Linked DNA regions of Mus musculus: region 2 is linked to region 1. The links are chromatin contacts, called in public Hi-C maps. All regions are on one chromosome and are shown on one strand. The core of a region is the stretch at or near the end of the contact, and the rest is flanking DNA. Distances in the headings are between cores, read along the strand shown.

The links. Hi-C and Micro-C count contacts between places; a contact is called where the count stands out from the background.
Region 2: a contact with region 1 is called in a Hi-C map of the N1E-115 cell line, with 3 times the contacts expected there. The contact joins two enhancer-like sites. A contact is called at or near these places in 1 of 15 datasets of contacts at CTCF or cohesin (the NIH/3T3 cell line), 1 of 484 Hi-C or Micro-C datasets (the N1E-115 cell line) and 2 of 115 datasets of contacts at active chromatin or transcription factors (the NIH/3T3 cell line and oligodendrocyte precursor cells).

The regions. Positions count from the first base shown.
Region 1 is chr8:10,467,953-10,472,785 of GRCm38.p6, reverse strand. All of the region lies in intron 21 of Myo16 (myosin XVI), which reads right to left. Among named protein-coding and RNA genes, the nearest start is that of Gm51561, 40 kb to the right of the region's middle. Within about 2 kb of position 2,280, at least 4 of the 459 cell types and tissues checked have an H3K27ac peak or open chromatin away from gene starts, as enhancers often do. A contact at or near this core is called in the N1E-115 cell line, where this site is marked.
Region 2 is chr8:11,082,776-11,087,608 of GRCm38.p6, reverse strand. No RefSeq gene overlaps it. Among named protein-coding and RNA genes, the nearest start is that of Irs2, 76 kb to the right of the region's middle. Within about 2 kb of position 2,523, at least 39 of the 459 cell types and tissues checked have an H3K27ac peak or open chromatin away from gene starts, as enhancers often do. A contact at or near this core is called in the N1E-115 cell line, where this site is marked.

The DNA.
Region 1 (4,833 bases), core at 1,031-3,530:
TTCCTTTGCTGATGTACAGCAGCAATGTGGGAAGTATAAGCTGAATAAACCCTTTCCTCCACACCTTGATTCTTGGTCATGATGTTTTGTGCAGGAATAGAAACCCTGACTGAGACACATGCTGAATGCATCCTCCCTTTGCCAGCTGGAAGGTTTCTCCCCATCCAGTTCTCTTTGCTGCAGTCACAGGGCAGAGTGACAGGTCCCATTTAGATCACCAATCTCTGCTTCAGTTGCATCTTCAGCCGTCTGCACAGTCATCTGGTCTGACCGTTCTTATGCAAGAGAATCGATCACACCAAATGTGTGCTTATCTAAGAAGCTTGGTGCTTTAAATCTCAGAAACTCCCAGCTTTCCACATATCCTATGAAATACAGTTTTTGAGGAGTAGAGGAGAGATGTTCTAGAGAGCTGTCTGTCAAATGCAAAAAAGGGAGGGGCCTGAGAAATGAAGACACTGGCTAAGGCACCTGCTGCCAAGTCTGGTGACCTGAGTTCAATTCCCAGAACAACATGGTAGAAGAGAACTGACTCTTGCGCATTTGCCTAGCAACGTACTGTGGTAATGTACATATCCATAAATGTCTACACAATACGCACGCACGCGCGCGCGCGCGCGCACACACACACACACACACACACACAGAGAGAGAGAGAGAGAGAGAGAGAGAGAGAGAGAGAGAGAATATAAAGAAGATTCTGAGAACTCCAATGGTCCTGATGGAGTAGTGGTGGGAACACCATGTTGGAAGCAGAGATTCCAAATTTAAAGAGATTTTCTCTTGTCCTTTAGGCTTCACCAAGATTACAAGGAAACTATAGTGCTGAGTGGTTCCTGTTTAACTTTCTGTCTCTTTTTGTAAAGATTGTAGTAGATAATCTTCAATTCTACAGAAATTCTCTTACACTGTGAAATCAGAGACCTAAGGACGAAATGATCAGAAAGGATAGTAGTCCTGGAGTGCTGGTTTCCTATCTAGAACTAGGAATTTTTGTTCTCATTGTACAACTGTCAATATATCATGTTTATGTTTTATTTTTAATGTACTTATATTGATTAATATATTTTTGTGAACATTTATATCTATTCCAGTGAATTATATTGATTAATACTATATTTGATATATTTCCATATATAATTCTCCATCTGTCATAGTAACATTAAAATTTGTCTGTGTGACTCTTCCTGATGCTGATCAGTAGGAAAGGAGTTCAGATCACAGACTGGCACCTAGAAGCAAATTCTGCTACTGTGCTCCCTAGAAAGAAGCAGATACTGGCTTCCAGAGGAGGTGTGGGTATCCAGAGGGGATCAGCTGCTACCTGGGTTACAATGGTACTAGACCTAGGAAGACTTAGGGTTGTTGGGAAAGAAGAATACAGAGAGATCTTTCTTGGGGAAGCTAGAGACTTTCCCCGTTTTGTTTTATGAACAAAGCCTATGCATTTTGTTTATATTAATTTTGTTCTAAACATGATCTTCCCTATTGCCTCCAACACTCAGGAGTGCCAGCGTTTCTGGTTGGGTTTTCAGATTTACCAACATCTATGTCAGCCATTTATTTGTTACTGTGCTGAGTTACAAACGCTACATGTGTATTCACCTTGCCTTTGGACTGTACCTGATGTAGCTTGGTGGCTCAGGGGACAGTCAGATACAGAAACCTAAGGCGTGTGTGTGTGTGTGTGTGTGTGTGTGTGTGTGTGTGTGTGCGTGCGCACGTGTGCACGCTTGCGTGCGAGCGTGTGCATGCACAGGTGTACAACCCCTCAGAGGAAAACTTAATAAGTACATTAATCATGCTTCTAGAAGTTTCTAGAAGTATAAATCTGCATTCATAATCTAGAGGATCAACATCAGCTTCAAAGAAAGACAATAGTCATTTCTCCTTTACATGTCTCCCCACTGGGGTTGTGTGAGGGGCCTATTAGACTTCCGGGAACTTCCCAAAGCAGACTCGGAAAGTGGGTGAAGGGTGAGGATAAGTTAACACTGATCAGCCACCTAATTAGTATGGGTACTGCTCTTAAGACACATGCTTCATACATGAAAGAAACTAGCAGGTTTAATAATAAAAGTGGTGCATTCCTTGAAGTCTCTCTTCAGCAGCAGAACCTTGTGGCTTATCCAGATGGCCCATCATTCGTATTAATGACAAACTTAATTTCTTGAGTAAATTTCCACCAACTGTTCTCCCTTGATTTTTACTGCTCAGTGAAATCTATCTGGAGGAAAACTAAACAGTGCATGACCCGTATATCACAAAATGAAGGGGAGAACAGATTAAAGCTGACTCCAGTAGAAGGCGGAGCCCTGAGTGCCCGGCAGTAAGGACAGCACCGAGTCTCAATCCTTTCTGCTCACTGGAATTAAATCCCCTGCTCTGTGAAGGTGGCTGATGTCTGGGTCTGACCCCAAACCCACTAAATTGGAGTGGAGCCCGGGCTTTGATGTGTTTAAAAGCTTTCCAGGTGGCTGCAGAACACACCAAGCCAGATGAGAGAAAGGGAGCACAGCCTATTTGCCAATTTGTTCGGCATTTAATCTAGATATATGTACAAAGTGTGATGTGCTTTAGTGGGCACATGTGTGGGTGGGAGTGTGTGTGTGTGAGATAGAAGAGATAGGTAGGTAGATAGATAGATAGATAGATGTAGATGTAGATAAATGATAGGTGATTGATAGATAGATAGATAGATGATAGATAGATAGATGTAGATGTAGATGTAGCTATAGATAGATGATAGATATAGATATAGATAAATGATAGATAGATAGATAGTAGATAGATAATGTAATGAAATTTCAGATAGTGGACAGTTCACAAATATACCCAGAATATTTAACTGTCTGAGATGTTGATAGCTTTTTTCTAAGAAAACATTGAGGAGGCTGACGCCTGCTGGAGAAATGCTGAAGTAAGCTAGGCTCACAAGCTTCTCTGCAGGAGTTCCCAAGGCCTTTAAGAAGTCGGGTAGGATCCAGAGACTGCCCCACCTGGGGATCCATCCCATAGACAACCACCAAGCCCAGACACTATTGCAGATGCCAACAAGGCTTTGCTGACAGGAGCCTGATATAGCTGTCTCCTGAGAGGCTCTACCAGTGCCTGGCAAATACAGAAGTGGATGCTCACAGCCATCCATTGGACAGAGCACAGGGTCCCCAATGAAGAAGCTAGAGAAAGTATCCAAAGAGCTGAAGGGGTTTGCAGCCCTCTAGGATTAACAACAATATGAACTAACCAGTACCCCCAGAGCTCCCTGGGACTAAATCACCAATCAAAGAAAACACATGGTGGGACTCAAGGCTCTAGCTGCATATGTAGCAGAGGATGGCCTAGTCGGTCATCAATGAGAGGAGAGGCCCTTGGTCCTGTGAAGGCTCTATGCCCCAGTATAGGGGAATGCCAGGGCCAGGAAGCAGGAGTGGTGGGATGGGGAGCAGAAGGAGGGGGAAGGGTATAGGGGATTTTCAGAGGGGAAACTAGGAAAGGGGATAACATTTGAAATGTAAATAAAGAAAATATCTAATAAAAAAAAAGAAAAAAAGGATAATATGTCTTGATATACTTTCAAATAGTTGAATGACTTTTAATAACAAGTTTCATTCAAAGAAATAGTGTCATTTTACATAAGCCAAGGATCAAAAATCAAATTTAGGAAGAAATTAAAGTCTTTGTAATTCAAATCGTTTAAAATTCCAAATGCTTGTATTTCTTTTCTTTACCCTCCCCCCACCCCAGAATGACTAAAACATTCACTAAAGATTCATCTCTTTGACAGATAGCACTTTGGTTTTATAAATATGAATTAAAAAAACAAAAAGAAGTCGGGTAGGTGATGGGTCTCCAGCTTGCCTCTTCTGAACACTTCCTGTTGTCCACATTGCTGGACTTGCTTCTGCAGGGGGTCAACTGTGATCAATACATTGCATATAAAGTGGGAGCTGGCAAGGGCAGCAGGGTCCCTTACAGTTGTCCTTTTAATACTTCTGGATCTTGTCTCTTGCTCAAAGCTTCCTCCCCCACCTTCCTGGCTTTTAAACGTGTCCACTTCCTGCCTCCCACCCCCATCAATCACCCTGACAGAGTGCCTCACCACTGCCAGAAGCCTGGTCCTGTTGACACAGGCATTGCCTTCATGGCTGCGATGACACTGGACTTCTCTGAGAGAGCCTTTGGCAGCACAGAAACTTCCTTTAGTTGGTTCAGTTTTCATTGTGAAGATGATGCCAGTGGGTCCTGCTACCTGAAGTCTCTGTGTTAGCAACTTGACTCTCAATGACGTGTTGAGAATATGGAGTCTCAAAGACATGTCTGGGTTATGTGAGGTTGGTCTCTGCCTTCATCAGATGATGTTCCTAGTTCCTAGTGAAGGGCCTGGTAGGCTCTGCCTCATCCCTTACCCTCCTGCTCATCTGTCCTGTGAGGACCAAGCCTCCCACCACAGGGGATCGAGTGTCCAGAAGATACTTTAGGAATGGACACAACTTTGCCATATATAAAACCTTTGGGTACCTTGACAGGTGGCATCCCAGAAGAACCATGAGATAATAAATCTCTCCTATTCTACATTGTCTGGGAACAAGAATTCTGTTACCACAGCACAGAGCCTTCAGGTAAGTCAAAGTGTTGGGTCTGAGCCTTGATCTTCAGGAAGCAACCAGACAGTCACAAAGCATCCCAACCGGTTGGATTCCATACCTCCCACATACTAGCCGGCTCAGGGTGGAAAAGCATCAGGTCAGAGGAAAATGACTTTTAGATATTTTGAAGGACACCTCTTAAATCACACCTCAGCTTGGGTAGAAACCAGGCTCTAGAATAAAA
Region 2 (4,833 bases), core at 1,274-3,773, 610 kb before region 1:
CTCTCTCTCTGTGTGTGTGTGTGTGTGTGTGTGTGTGTGTTCATGTGTGAGCGCAGGCATGTTTGTGTCATACCTCCTGTGTGGAAGGCCTAGCTTTCAGATGTGTTTGTTGGAGGCAAAACCTTGTGCATTTTGACTCTGTACGCACTAAGCTAGTTGGGCAAGGAGCTTTGAGAGGATTTTCTGGTTCTCACCTCCCATCTCCCTGAAGTAGAACTGGGGTTACCCTACTGTATTCTGCTTTAAGTAAGTTCTAGGGGTCTGACCTCAGGTCCTTGTGCTTGCACAGCCAGCTCGTTAAGCTCTGGTCCCCTTCCATGCCTCTCATTAAGGCTTGCAAAGGTGGGCTGGTGAGATGGCTCAGTGGGTAAGAGCACCCGACTGCTCTTCCGAAGGTCTGGAGTTCAAATCTTCTGGAGTGTCTGAAGACAGCTACAGTGTACTTACATATAATAAATAAATAAATAAATAAATAAATAAATAAATAAATAAATAAATAAATAAATCTTTTAAAAAAAGACTTGCAAAGGTTTCTGGGTGATGCTTGCTGTTGATATACGCTTGCTCGCTGGCTTGGAATCAACGACAATTCACATATGATCCCTCAGGGACCAGGTACCCAGACTATAGGATCCTGCTTGGAAATGCCAACATGGGGAACTTTAAGGGACATTTAAAACTTGAAGTTGCCCAGGACTTCAGAGCCAAGCCACAATATGTTAATGGCATACAAATCAGATGCAAATTCATGCAAATACATCTTTCAATTGCAGTTCTCCTCATGCCTTAGTGTGGTCCTTGGGGAAGAGTCCTCCTGTAGACCCTTAATCTAAAAAGTTGATTTAATAGCTTCTCCCTCCGTAACCTTTTGTTATCTAATTACCTTCATTAGCTGGAATAATGCATAAATGCACTTTGCAGAATTCCTTAAGTAAGAGATCTTTGTTTTCTTAAAGATATTCTTATCTGGTAAGTAATTAGTCTGAGCACACACACACACACACACATACACTGATCTACATGCACACGCATGTATATGCACATGCATGAGTATGCACATTTTGAAAAAATTAGCATACAATAGAAGGGATGGCTGTAGGAAGGAGGTTGGGGAGATGCCAGTCAGGAAACACACAGTTGCAGATGAGAAAGGTTGTTCAAGAGTTTTACTTCACAGCCCGGTGAGCAGGGTGAAGGCCGACTGCCTGGACTCTTGACAAGTGTCAAGAGATCATATACATGCTCTCATGAAAAGGAGAGCTGTGTGAGGTACTACTGAAATTCCTAACCAGACAAAAACCTCTACCCCTCCCACTGAGGTTCCCAAACACACAGAAAGCAGGATTCTGCCAAAGTCCACTCTGGAGAACCAGAGGTTAATTGAGCATTGGTTACTTAGAGGGGTCTAGATGCCCCTCCCCACAACAGGCCACCCTGGAAAGCTTTCACTCAGCAGGGATAGGGTTTACCTGCAGCCAAATAGAGGGAGTCCTTCTTCTAGTCTTTCCTTGTGTGTATACTCTCATTCCTCATCAAGAGCACAAGGCATTAAGGCAGACTTGTATACCACAGATGGTAGAGAGTGGCTGCACTCTCATGTGATGGTCTGGTGACCCTTCCCACCCCTCCATGAGGAGGTGTAAACAACCAGCAAGCCCAGATTGGATACTCTTTCTGCAAGAGGGTAGTATAGATGAACTCCCAAGATGGCCACTGCTTGGCTCGGAGAGCAGTGACTTACAACACGAGGTGATGGTTCTTAGCCATCTAGGAGCAACAAGTCCTCAGTGTGTCTACACTTCAAATCATTGCATTTTTTCACAGCAAACACATACAACCCTGGTCAGCTGAGGGGAATGTAAACAGAAGATACACTTGTCCGGCTCCTTACGTTCTGATGATGGGCATAGACAGGAACGGGCTCATTGAGAACTGCGCTTTGAAATGGTTTGTTTCCTGTCCTTGGGAAAGCCCAGCATGCCTAACAGAATCTGCAGCAATGGCAGTGGAGATCTTTCAGATTTTCAGAACCCTGTCAGGTATGTTGTCACCCATAATTATCCCTCAGGCCCCTGGCACAGAGGAGAGACACTGCCTTCATCTCTTACATCCACTGCCAAGTACATCCAAAGTGCTCAGTGAGTGTTTACAATTGGGAGAGGGAGCCACAGGCCTGTTGTGTAAGGCGGAGAGCTTCAGGGAACCTTGCCACAGCACCCCCCAGTGTGAGTCATACCAACACCAATTCCCCCTTGGAGAGAGTCCCTGGGAAGCAGTAGAAAGAGCAGCCAGGATCTAAGCAGCTGATTCTCCCTATTTTGCCTCCCTGCCTCTCTCTGGTGTCTTTAAATCTTCAGATTCCAACAGAGAAGCTGCTGTGGGTGAATCCCACTGCATGCTCTGCAGAGGAATCCAAGATCAGGGTGCAGAGCCCACTCCCACAAAGATACCAAATCATCCAGCTTTGTTTTCATCCCCGAACTGGCAGGCATTCACCTCTGGGGCTCTCCCCTTCCTGAAGCTAGAACTGGTCGGCAAACATAACAAGAGAAGGGATGTTTACTCCTTCATTCGCTGGGTCATGGTCCTTTCTGTTCCCCGTGATGGACAGAAAAGCAGCTGACCTTATGAGGAACATTGGTACCAGTACAGCCTCCTTATTCCTGTGCTGAACTTATAGGGGACAAAAGGAAAGATATCTTGTAATCAACACGTCCCTGCTGCATCTTGATATATTATGTTTTAGCCAGGACATTCAGTGCGGTTTATCATTCACAGACCTCAGAGAGTAGACTTGAGGCAGATAGCAGTGGTCTTTCTAAATGGCACTGCCCTCTTGAGAACTGCACTGACTCCAGGTAGATAGAACCTACTGTGAACACCTCCCTCTTTGTTCAGCATCTCTAGCTGTTACTTAATGAAGACTGACATGGTGGTCACCGATATTGATTCTCTAAACATCCCTGTGTGGCATAGGCCACTCCTACTTTCGAGCTTCAGTGAAGAACTGGACATAAAAACCTGAAGTATTAATATTTGATTTAGTCAGAGTCAAACCCAAGAAACGGAGACTCAGAGCCTGAGCTATGAACTGCAGTGCATAGCAGTGCCTTGGCTATGCACCACAGCCATACGGCTGCCTGGGAACTTTTGCCATTTGTTAGTCAAGAGTGATCCCCAAAGATCTGACCCTGGAAGTAGTCCCAGAAAAATTAGGCTCTTTCAGAGATAGGGAGAGCCTGCATCTGTGAGCACATCTGAAAACAAAGAGTTGGGTGTGATCTTCTGGCAGGAAGTGGCTGCTGAGATCTGGCCATCCTCCAGTGAGGGTGGCTAGCTTCTGTTCTGCCAAAGATACAGGCCAGTCTTGAAGATGTTGTGCAGGGCAGATTAATCTCATAGCCCAGAGAAAATGGCCCAGCTGAAGCTGAATATAAAGTGCCTAAGATTTTGAAAACTACATCTGGTGAGCAAAGATAAGATGAGAGGCACCAGGCCCAGATCAAAGCAGCCTAGAGCAGCGTCTTCTCCAGTTTCTGAGGGAGCCACCTGTAGTCCACAGGGCTTCTGCACACACGTGGAAGCCACGGAAATCCAGGACCATTTCTCACCTCAAGAGCCTGCAGGGCTAGTTCTGAGCCGCCACGTGCTGCTTCTCGAAGATGATCATTTGGGGCATGCGGGGCATTTCCAGTCCTCTCTGAGCCTTGCCTGCTGCCGTATGAACTTTGCATGTGTTAAATAAATGTTTGCTGGGTGAATCCACCACAGAGCTCATTTCCTTCTGTACCCATTCATCTTGGGATCAGACTTAGAATCAGTGAAGAATTTGGTGTGGCGTCTGGGCGTGTCTGTGAAAGTATGTCCATAGAAGATTCAGTGAGGAACTGTGATGCACCCTGAGTGAATGGCTGAGGGCTACACAAAACAAAAGGGGGAAAAAGGAAAAAGCCATGGACTGCCATTGTTTCCTCTGCCTCTGCCTGCCAATCAGCCATGCTGTGAGACACTTCTCTCTACCTCATGCTCCAACCACCATGATGTTGGTCCAACCACATGGGGTGAAGCAAGCATGACTGAACCCACTGAAACTGTGAGAAAAGAAAGCCCTTCCTCCTTTAGATGTGAAAAGTGACCATCCCACTCGATTGCTGTGCTGGGGAGTTTTATGTCAGCTTGGCACAGCCACAGTATTTTAGGAGGAGGGAATCTTAATTGAGAAAATGCTCCCTAAAATTGACCCATGTGGTATTTCCTTAATTTATCGTTCATTGTAGGAGAGCCCACACCACTGTGGGTGGGGCCATACCTGGGCTGGTGGTCCTGGGTTCTATAAGGAAGCAGGCTGAGCAAACCAGGAGGAGCAAGCCAGTAAGCAGCACCCCTCCATGGTCTCTGCATCAGCTCCTGCCTCCAGGTGCCTGCCCTGACTTCTAACTTCCCTTCTGTCTTCCTCCACCCTGCTTTTTATAAGGTTATTGACAATAACAGATCAAGGATCCACCCTGCTTCAGGCTAACTACATCAACAGTGACCTCACTACCAAATCAAGTCATAGTCTGACATAGTGCGAGTTAGAGTTTCGGTGCGTGGATTCTAAGGAAAGAAAAAAAAAGTACTGTTCTTGTTACAGCAAAACAGATGGCATCAAGCACAGGTGATGTCTTCAGGTTCAGACAGGGTCAGTGGGAATATCTTGTCTCATCATGTCTGTGGTCTGTACTAGAAGGACTCACAAGTGACCAATGGCCGGAAGTTCCTGAAGGCCTTATGACAGCTTCTGTGCCTTATGGCTAGGCTGGACTCTCCACAGATAGGCCTGTCAGATTGAGT